Regions from separate parts of the Gossypium hirsutum genome. Here region 2 is linked to region 1. Evidence: chromatin contacts called from public Hi-C data. All regions are on one chromosome and are shown on one strand. The core of a region is the stretch at or near the end of the contact, and the rest is flanking DNA. Distances in the headings are between cores, read along the strand shown. Region 1 holds the start of LOC107901932 (probable dolichyl-diphosphooligosaccharide--protein glycosyltransferase subunit 3B). Region 2 holds the start of LOC107901934 (homeobox-leucine zipper protein MERISTEM L1).

Region 1 (5,106 bases), core at 1,378-3,877:
ACACACACACGTAAGTTTGCAAGGGAAACTCTGGGAAAAAAGATCGAGCACCAACACACTTTGTTATTTAATGAACAAAAATCATCAAACTCTGCTCATGAAATTCTTCAAAATATATGAACTGTATTATTAAAAAATAGTGAACCAAAGATAGATCTGGTCAAATATGCAAACTCATATCATAAGGACAACTGAATAAATTATATAAACATCCCATAAAATCGAAACAAAAATTTATCTTAATTGATGATATAGGATCCTATTCCCAGGGGCTCAATGAACACTCTCCAGGCAATTTAGGATACCGTTCATTATCCTTGCAATAATCATAAATGACAAGGCTCCTCTGCACCCAAGCATAATCCATTTTCTGGGAATCAGATAAATGCCAAGCCTTGTACTGATCCCACCAGTTCTTGGTGGTGGTGGAAACACAGGCAGGGTAAGGGTCTTCCCATTGGCAACCCTCGACGCTGAAATCCTTGTAAGACGACACAAATGGGGCTCTTTTCCAGTCTGTTTTCTCCAACCCACCTCTCGTCGCCCACTCATCTGCGTTCCATATGCTGGAGAACAAATACATTGGCTTCTCATTGGGAAAGAAGTCGTTTTTCTCATCACCATTGTTTTTGAATACTCTTATGGGAACTTCATCCACAAAAAACCTGTTTTGCAATAATTCAGTAGGCATATATTCGGATATGAGTATAAGATATAATACGAGACTTACACAATTTGGTGGTTGTTCCATAGAATGGAATATGAATGAAACTCTTCAGTGGGGTCGAACCAAAGCATGTGCCTCATTTCACGGCCTCCAACACCATTTTTATACACGTTTGTCTGTATTAAATACGGTTGCCCTGTTCGATTCCCCAAGAACTCAAAATCCAGTTCATCTCGTTCTGGCCCTGCCCCGTTCTCAGAACACATCTGCACCACTCTTTAAACTTCAGCTATGGAAAACACAACTCTTATGTTACAAAATATTTAAACAACTGTCAGGAAAACATACATAGTAAGCTGTTACAACGCCAGCAGAGTCACCTCCGACCAACTTCAGTTTCATGCTAAACCACCCAAATCTGTATCTTTGCTTGGTTTGAAACCCGCAACCTAGAAGCAGATAGAAACAGATTAAAATCCTGGATTTGAAGCAAGTTATTAGAACCAAACACTACTGTTTAACGCAATCAAATTGTATCAAACCTGTGTCTTTGTCCAAGGAGAGGTACCAGGTCTGACCATCTTCAGAGGTCTTGAAATGATCTTCAGACCACATTATACTGAAGTTATCTTCGAAAGAAGTTTGTGAATCAGCTGCTTCAGATGAAGAGTAAAACGCAGATATTAGAAGTGCAATGAAGAGTACCCCTTTCTCCATTTTGTTGACCCAAAGTGTTGTTTTTGGAAGAAGAGGATGAGATCTCACTTCTCTGCTGGATCTTGAGAGGTAAATATCCGAGTATTCGAATTTGGACACTTGATGTGATCATGTGTGAAGCGGCACACCAATAAACCAAGGTTTATTTTGGTCTATTAATTGGATGAATGTACCAATATACCCATCCAAGAAATCATGCAAATTGCAAAGTGAAGAAGGGTATTTTAGGGAAATGAAGTAAGATAAATGATCCATGGAGAACATAAATGAAATGCCAGGCTGCCCTCCAATTAGGAATTGGCAGTATAAAGAAATGGAGAGTGGGTCCATTTCTTACATGTAAGAACTGTTGTGTTTGTCTTGAAAATAATCACAGAAAATCTTGGATTTCACCACTGGATTTGGCGGTCGGGACTCGGGACCAACAACCAGCTTAAACTTTGAATTAAAGCAAATTAATCTCACTTTAATCTTTAACTTTAGGTAAAAAAGGACTTAGATTACAAATTAAAAACAAAATTTTCCTTTTTTAATCGTAAGCAATGGAAAGAAAGCAGAAAAAGCAGAGCTTGCTTTCTTGGTAAACATGACCAGACATGCTAATCTAAACCTTGTTATATAGTTGATTGGGAGAGGTGCTCAAGCACATGGCATTAGGGACCAATTTTAGGGGTCATAAGGTCCCACAACAAGCTGCATTTTTGATGGACTGAAAGTGAATGCCAAAGTATGGATTTAATGAAGTAAGAAGATCATATGCAACTGTCGATGCCAAATATGAAGACATTTCAACAAATTAATGCGATACTCCAAAAAAAAATGAAATACCTGATATATAACATCATTATTAAGTAAAAATGAAAATTTTTAATCCATTAACAATAAAAATTTAACCAAATGCTTGACTTGGAATAAGAAAAACACTTACTTTGCAATTTGATTATGCACGTGAAAAACAGCAATCACTTCAACGCTCATCAGCTTATTGCTAGTTACTTGTAGGTCGTAGGCTTCTAGCTGTCAAATTGGTGCATCACCAGCTTTGACTTTAACTATATAGATAAATATGTTTCTGTTTTAACACGAAGCAAAAAGGGACAGTTTGGCCGAGTGGTCTAAGGCGCCAGATTTAGGCTCTGGTCCGAAAGGGCGTGGGTTCAAATCCCACAGCTGTCAATTTTTCTTTTTGAAAGCTTAGAGCTGGCTCATATGATATTCTTTCAAAGGTCCATTCAAACGAGCCCATTTTAAGCTGAACATGGACCTAAATGATCTTTCATCTGATACGACGTCGTTAAGCTGGAACTCAAGGTCAAGTCAGTCAACGCGTCAAAGTCATCTTGTCCAGACGAATGTTAAAACCGGAGAAGCGTTAAGACCGAAGCTGTTTGTCGCCAATCCCCAAATCCGAAAGCTAAGCAAGGAAATGGCGATCCCTTCCAGTTCTGCTTATCTCTTCTTACTCTCCTTTTTCACCCTTTCTCTATTCCTTGCTATTTCCACTGCTGAATCTGAATCTGAATTAGAACTGGTAGCCGATCTCCGCGCCCTTCAGTCCGAATCCAAATCAGGAGTCATCCACTTAGATGACCGAACCATTGCCAAATTCCTAACCTCCCCCAAAATCCCTCGCCCTTACTCTATCCTCATCTTCTTCGACGCCACCCAACTCCACGACAAAACCGAACTCCACCTCCGCGAGCTCCGCCAAGAATTCGCCCTCGTCGCCTCTTCCTTCATCACCAACCACAACAACTCCAACACCAAGCTCTTCTTCGCCGACATCGAGTTTCGCGAATCTCAATCTTCTTTCCACCTCTTCGGCGTCAACTCCCTTCCCCACATCCGCCTCGTCGGCCCCACCGCAAAATCGTTGAAAGATGAGTCGGAACAGATGGACCAGGGCGATTTTTCTCGATTGGCTGAGTCAATGGCCGAATTCGTTGAGTCCAGAACTAAACTCACCGTGGGTCCCGTCCATCGTCCTCCCATTCTCTCGAAAACTCAAATGGGTCTGATCGTTGCCCTTTTGTTGATCCCTTCTCCGTTCATCGCTAAAAAGATCTTCGCCGGGGAAACCCTCTTGCACGATCCCAAGATTTGGCTTTCCGGCGCCGTTTTTATTTATTTTTTCAGCGTTTCAGGTGCAATGCATAATCTAATAAGGAAAATGCCGATGTTTTTGGTGGATAGGAACGATCCCAACAAATTGATTTTCTTTTACCAAGGATCGGGGATGCAGCTTGGGGCGGAAGGATTCGCGGTGGGTTTTCTTTATACAATAGTGGGATTATTGCTAGCTTTCGTTACCCATTTGCTTGTTTATGTTAAGAACGCGAAAGCCAAGCGTGTGGCCATGGTTTTTGCGATTTGCGTTTCTTTTTGGGCGGTGCAGAAAGTGATTTTCTTGGACAATTGGAAGACTGGATATGGGATTCATGGATTCTGGCCTTCCAGTTGGAACTGAAGGCATCATCTTTTTTTATTTTTAGGCTGCTATAATTCGAACTATGGTTTCGATTCAGTTGAGAATTTGATATCAATTTTAGATGTTTTAATGTACTTTGGGCAAAATACTGAGCTTATAGAACGTTAATCTGTTATAAGTTGACATCCATGAAAAATCCATTTGCTAAAAGAATTTCTAATCTTAATTATAGTATTCCACATTTATGCATCCAGTTAGCCCTGTTTTTTGTGCTGCGTATGGTTCTAAATTCTCAGAGATTCTTTGTTTTACATGTTTAGCTTTGATAATTTCTTTAGTTTATGAATGAAAGCTTATGCGCATAGGGTGTAATCTTGTGGAGGATTAAACTGGCTTCCCTTACTTAGTTCTCTATTTATATTTGTTCTACATTTGTGCACCAATAATCTTGTAGGATTTCACATTGTAAGCTGCAAAGTGGTCGTGTGGAATATGAGAGTTATAGTTTAGGTTTGAAAAGGTTAATCATATAGGTATCTTCTTCATTTACTTTAGAACTATATTTAAGCCCTTTTGACGATGATGCTGAATCTGGCTTAAATCTTGGAGGCTTTTTGGATTGGTAGCAGTTTGTTAGTATTAATGGCTCAGTTTAGTTTAAGCTTTCCACACGTTTTTACCTTTCCTGACTCTTGTTAGAGTTGTTTAGGTTTAAGTTCCCCAAGTTTGGCATCACATACCAAAATTTATGGTCTTGTCACGTCGGTAGAATGTTAAAACTTAAGGTGTTTGATGATCAATAGTTTCATCTAGTTCTAGAGTGGTAAATATCCTTTCTGACTGCAGACTAACTCTGAAGGCCTTATTTTTTATGGCTTATGCTCCATGTAGCGTATGATAATCCAAGAAACCGGTTTATGTTCCAGCAAACTGTTTAAGAGGAGCAGCAGGGAATTTTATGTAAAACTTGCTGACTATATTTCTTTTCCCATAGTTATTTGTTTTGGGTTCATCTTGTTGTATCTAAGTTTTGGAAATCTTGATATTTCTATAGCTTGATAAACAAAACATGAAGTTGTTTATATATAGTAATGCTAAAAGGAATAAATTGTGTTAATTGTTGGTGTTTAGTACTTCTTGTATGCCTGAAGTTCCCTGGGTTATTCAAATTGGCTGGGCATTGGAAAATTTATTGTTATTTCTTTGTCGATGCAACTGTTGATTTGTTTTCTTGCATAAAATGCGGTGGATTTTATATTTGAAGTTTTGCCTGTTGATCAACTCGGTCAACAGC
Region 2 (4,795 bases), core at 434-2,933, 210 kb after region 1:
AAGTTACTAGGCAATTTAGTGGTGTTAGGTATGTTATTAGGTGGTAAATTGTTTGTTTTGCTTTTGTTATCTCATATATGTATTGGCATTATGCCTTGTGAAGTTGTTAATGAAAAATTCAGCTCATTTTCATTCAAATTTATCTCTTTCTTTTCTGTTTTCCATTGCAAATTTCTTTTTCTTTCTTCTTCGATAGTTTCTTCAGCAAGGCTCGACACTTGCTGTCCAAGCAAAGTAAAAACAAGCTTGCTGCTGCCTCTTGCACCAACAAATAGGTTTCCACAGGCTAGTGATACGATTGTGTAAAGTATTGTAACCAATACTTTGCCCTAAAAGTTTGATAACCACTGTTAATTCCATTTCTTTGAACAAAATTTCTTTAACCCGGTCAGAAAAACTAATGGCCGGAACCCCATTAACGATAGATGTTTGCACATCGCCGGCTAATAAATCAAAATCTCCATCACTTGCACTATCTCTTCCAAAGGAAGAACCATTGCGATCCATCATGGAATGATTCGGATCTCCATCCAAAAGCTTATCCTTCCACGAGGGTGCTGAAATCAGATCAGGGTCGACGACCATATCTACTGATGCCTCATCAATTCCGCCCTTAAATCTCACTTTCTTGGTGGTCCGATCCTCAACAGAATGGGAATCCCCATCGTCTTCGTTAACAGACGGTGGCAAAGAAGGAGAGAGTTGCTTAGACATTTTTTAATATTTAATTGTTGAGTTTTGCAATCTGCAATACCCTTTCATTGTCCATAATTAATGCAATAAAAGTAAATAAATACATAAAACAGATCACAGATGAGTTGGATTAGTTCATATACCGACCGGATATGATTACACGTATGCATATATGTCAAAAGGAAGAGACAAGATTAAATTTGGTTAGAAATTATGAGATTTACACCACATAGATTTTGGTAGGCATGCATGCATGGACATGATATATAATGCGTCTGAAATCTGCAAAAGCAGACCATAGCCTGTATCCTTCAGACTCAATAATTTCTTGGAAGATTTGAGAGCAAGCCGAAAGATTAAATATATTTAAGTTATTCTAGCAACAGCTCTAATTTGCTTTTCATGTAATTTGATGGGAAAATTAATTAGTACAATATTCTACATATATAAATCAAATATTTAATTCAAAAAAAACAATAAATATTTGAAAGTAGTCATTAACTGATATTGTTTAAACTGGTGAGATATTAATTATACCTTTTATCTTATAAAAAATTTAAAATTTTCATACTATATATGCACAGCGAATATGACTGTAGATTTCATGGCAACATTAGGAAGAAATATTCCTCTTGATTTAAAAATTTATGATGTTCCCCAAATTAATTGAGATAGAACCTACTTTTGTATTGATGTCAAATATAATTCCTATTGCTAAATGTATTTAGCTTCCTTATCTACCAATATATATATACTATACGTGCATGCTTATTAGTAAAACCTATTAATATTGGAGCTGAGACACTGAAAACTAGTTGAAAGCTTACAAAGTTAATTTGAAGAAAGGGAAGGGAAGGGGAGATGTTTTTCTCTTTCTATAATTTTTATTTCCATCACTCGCAATTACACCTCTCACCCACAATAAATGCTATTGCACCCTCTCGATGGGCTCTGCTATTAACTCCTTAGCTGCCACATCCTCTCCACCTGTTTCATCAATTCTCTTCATTTTCCTCACCCCCCCTTGGAACTTCAAACCCCTTTCTCTCTCTCTAGACTTTAACCCTCTTCTCTCTCAAGGTAGGTCTCTGTCAAACCAGTGACCCCAAACTTTTAAAAACCACCCTAAAACCTCCTTTCATTAATCTTTCTCAACAATGTTCAAAAGGGCTTTCTTTTGTTTTGCCTATACGGCCCTGTAAAAAGTCTCTACTCACGAAACCTATTTCTTTCCCTGGACCAGCTTGTTTATAGCACCCGATCTGTGTTCACACCATTTGCCATTCTCTCTTTCATATATTCGCTTATAAAGCTTTGCTGAGAATCAAGAGAGAGTGCAAAAAGTGTTTGTAATCTTTGGTTTGTGGGGACTTTCTATCAAAATCAACCTAAATACCACCAATATAGGAAAGCGGGGCCAAGAATCTAACAAGCAAGAGACTGATATGTGTAGCATGTATTGCTGCTGGTTAGGGTTTTAAAGGTCAATGGCTATCTATGTCTCCCAACATGAGGTTTCTAGTGACCAACTTACCACTGCATTTAAGACAAGAAAATAGTTGCCCTAAGCTCTTAGTCCCCTTCTCCAAATAATCCATAAGGTAATTTTCTTTCCTCCTTTTTTTCCCCAACTTTTGCTGCCCATTTTATTTCTCCGAGGTTCTTTCACTTTTCTCATGGGAATAGATTAGGATAAGCTTTCGACTAATCCATCATTTTAATCTTCGACGTATATGCTACCTTTAAATATAGTAGCAGTTGGTTATTAAGATATTCAAAGAAAAATCCTTCTCGATAAGCGAACTAGACCTTTTTTTTCTTTGAAAGAGAGATGGTATATGGTTTACAGCTCCATTGTTTATTTGCCTTTCAAATGTTTTACGATTCCATTGTCATGCACTGGTTTTGACTTTTTTAACTTTGTACTTACATTTTGTGTCTTTCGTTACTGTTCTACAGTTTATTTAACCCTTTTCCCCCTTTATTTTAGTTTGCTTGACTTGTGTATGTTCTGTCGGCAGAACCCAGAATATCCATACCGTCGACATTCGAGCACTTTGTTAACATGTTTAGCCCCAACTTATTTGAGAGTCCCCATATGTTCGACATGTCTCATAAGACCTCGGAAAGTGAACTAATGGGGAAGATCAGGGATGATGATTATGAGATCAAATCAGTCAATGAAACTATGGATGCTCCCTCTGGAGATGATCAAGATCCTGACCAACGCCCTAAAAAGAAGCGTTATCATCGTCATACCCAGCGTCAAATCCAGGAGATGGAAGCGTAAGTCTTGTTTTTTTTTATCCTCTTACTTAAAGATAAGAAAGATTAACATGACTAGTTCTTCTTTGGGGAATTGATTCTTTGGACACTTTGTTGCTCAGATTCTTTAAGGAATGCCCTCATCCTGATGATAAGCAAAGGAAGGAGCTTGGCCGTGAGCTAGGGTTAGAACCTCTACAAGTCAAGTTTTGGTTCCAAAACAAGCGCACCCAAATGAAGGTATATTTCCATGTATAGGTGAAAATCAGGAGCTCTAATATGCTTATTTAAGTATTTAGACTCGTTTTATGAGTAAGCTTTTCTGCCTATGTAGTAAGCTTTCCTAGCTTTGTTGCTAAAGTTCACCTTCATTAACAGGCCCAACATGAACGCCATGAAAATGCTATACTGAAGGCTGAGAATGAAAAACTCCGAGCTGAGAATAATAGGTACAAGGAAGCTCTCAGCAATGCTACATGCCCCAGCTGTGGAGGCCCAGCTGCCCTTGGAGAGATGTCATTTGATGAGCAACATTTGAGAATAGAAAATGCTCGGTTAAGGGAAGAGGTGATTGAAAAATGCTTCACACATCCCATCTTATTATCAAGTTACCTTTTTATTATACTTTTTATATTTTGGTTTTCTTGTATTACAGATTGATAGGATATCTGGAATAGCTGCTAAATATGTTGGCAAGCCTTTATCTTCATTGCCTCACCTTTCATCTCATTTACATTCGCGCTCTGCTGATCTTGGAGCTAGCAATTTCGGGAATCAATCAGGATTTGTAGGGGAAATGGATCGCAGTGGTGATCTTCTGAGGTCTGTCTCTGGACCTACAGAAGCGGATAAGCCCATGATTGTTGAGCTTGCTGTTGCTGCAATGGAGGAACTAATACGAATGGCCCAATCTGGGGAACCTTTGTGGGTTCCTGGGGACAATTCTACAGATGTGTTGAACGAAGATGAATACTTAAGAACTTTCCCTAGGGGAATTGGACCAAAGCCTTTGGGGTTGAGGTCTGAAGCTTCAAGAGAATCTGCAGTTGTCATCATGAATCATGTCAACTTAGTTGAGATTCTCATGGATGTGGTAGGATTTTCTTTTCCCCAAGTTTGGGTCCATTATATAAATTTTTAGATCCACCTCCACTTATTTATGACAAAAACGATTGATTTCCAGAATCAATGGTCAAGTGTGTTTTGCGGTATTGTTTCAAGGGCTATGACTTTAGAAGTCCTATCAACTGGAGTTGCAGGAAACTACAATGGGGCCTTGCAAGTGGTACTAAGTACATCTATATGCTTTTCTTTTCAATAGCAATCTAATAAAATTTTCTGCCATGCATGCTCTTTCCCTAAGCTCTGAAAGCATGCCTAACATCTTGCATTTTCAGATGACGGCTGAGTTCCAAGTCCCTTCACCACTTGTACCAACTCGGGAAAATTATTTCGCGAGGTACTGTAAGCAGCATATTGATGGAACTTGGGCAGTGGTTGATGTTTCCTTGGATAATTTACGCCCTAACCCAATGTCCAAGTGTAGAAGAAGGCCCTCAGGTTGCTTGATCCAAGAATTGCCAAATGGATACTCTAAGGTAACTTACTCTTTATTTCAACGTGTATATATTTGTTGGGCTGCATTTTATGTTGCCGCTTAACGTGTACACAATGTCATGTTTTCATTATACTTTCAGGTTATATGGGTCGAGCATGTAGAAGTGGATGATAGAGCTGTCCACAACATATACAGACCAGTAGTTAATTCCGGTCTAGCTTTTGGAGCAAAACGTTGGGTGGCTACGTTGGATCGACAGTGTGAGCGTCTAGCAAGTTC

The links. Hi-C and Micro-C count contacts between places; a contact is called where the count stands out from the background.
Region 2: a Hi-C map of leaf shows a contact between it and region 1, with 2.3 times the contacts expected there. The contact joins the promoter of LOC107901934 here to the promoter of LOC107901932 in region 1. A contact is called at or near these places in 3 of 34 Hi-C or Micro-C datasets (callus and leaf).

The regions. Positions count from the first base shown.
Region 1 is chrD06:55,987,658-55,992,763 of Gossypium_hirsutum_v2.1, forward strand. It overlaps LOC107901932 (probable dolichyl-diphosphooligosaccharide--protein glycosyltransferase subunit 3B), which reads left to right and starts at 2,628. Exons shown (of 1, transcript XM_016828114.1): 1 at 2,628-4,061. The coding sequence starts at 2,643. The coding sequence ends at 3,851. LOC107901931 (probable xyloglucan endotransglucosylase/hydrolase protein 8) reads right to left here and starts at 1,509. Exons shown (of 4, transcript XM_016828113.2): 1 at 1,210-1,509; 2 at 1,016-1,116; 3 at 731-933; 4 at 104-665. The coding sequence starts at 1,384. The coding sequence ends at 260. It overlaps TRNAL-UAG (transfer RNA leucine (anticodon UAG)), which reads left to right and starts at 2,481; the gene lies at 2,481-2,560.
Region 2 is chrD06:56,199,307-56,204,101 of Gossypium_hirsutum_v2.1, forward strand. It overlaps LOC107901934 (homeobox-leucine zipper protein MERISTEM L1), which reads left to right and starts at 1,684. Exons shown (of 12, transcript XM_041095916.1): 1 at 1,684-2,294; 2 at 2,715-2,979; 3 at 3,081-3,198; 4 at 3,337-3,525; 5 at 3,614-4,051; 6 at 4,142-4,243; 7 at 4,356-4,556; 8 at 4,656-4,795. The coding sequence starts at 2,759.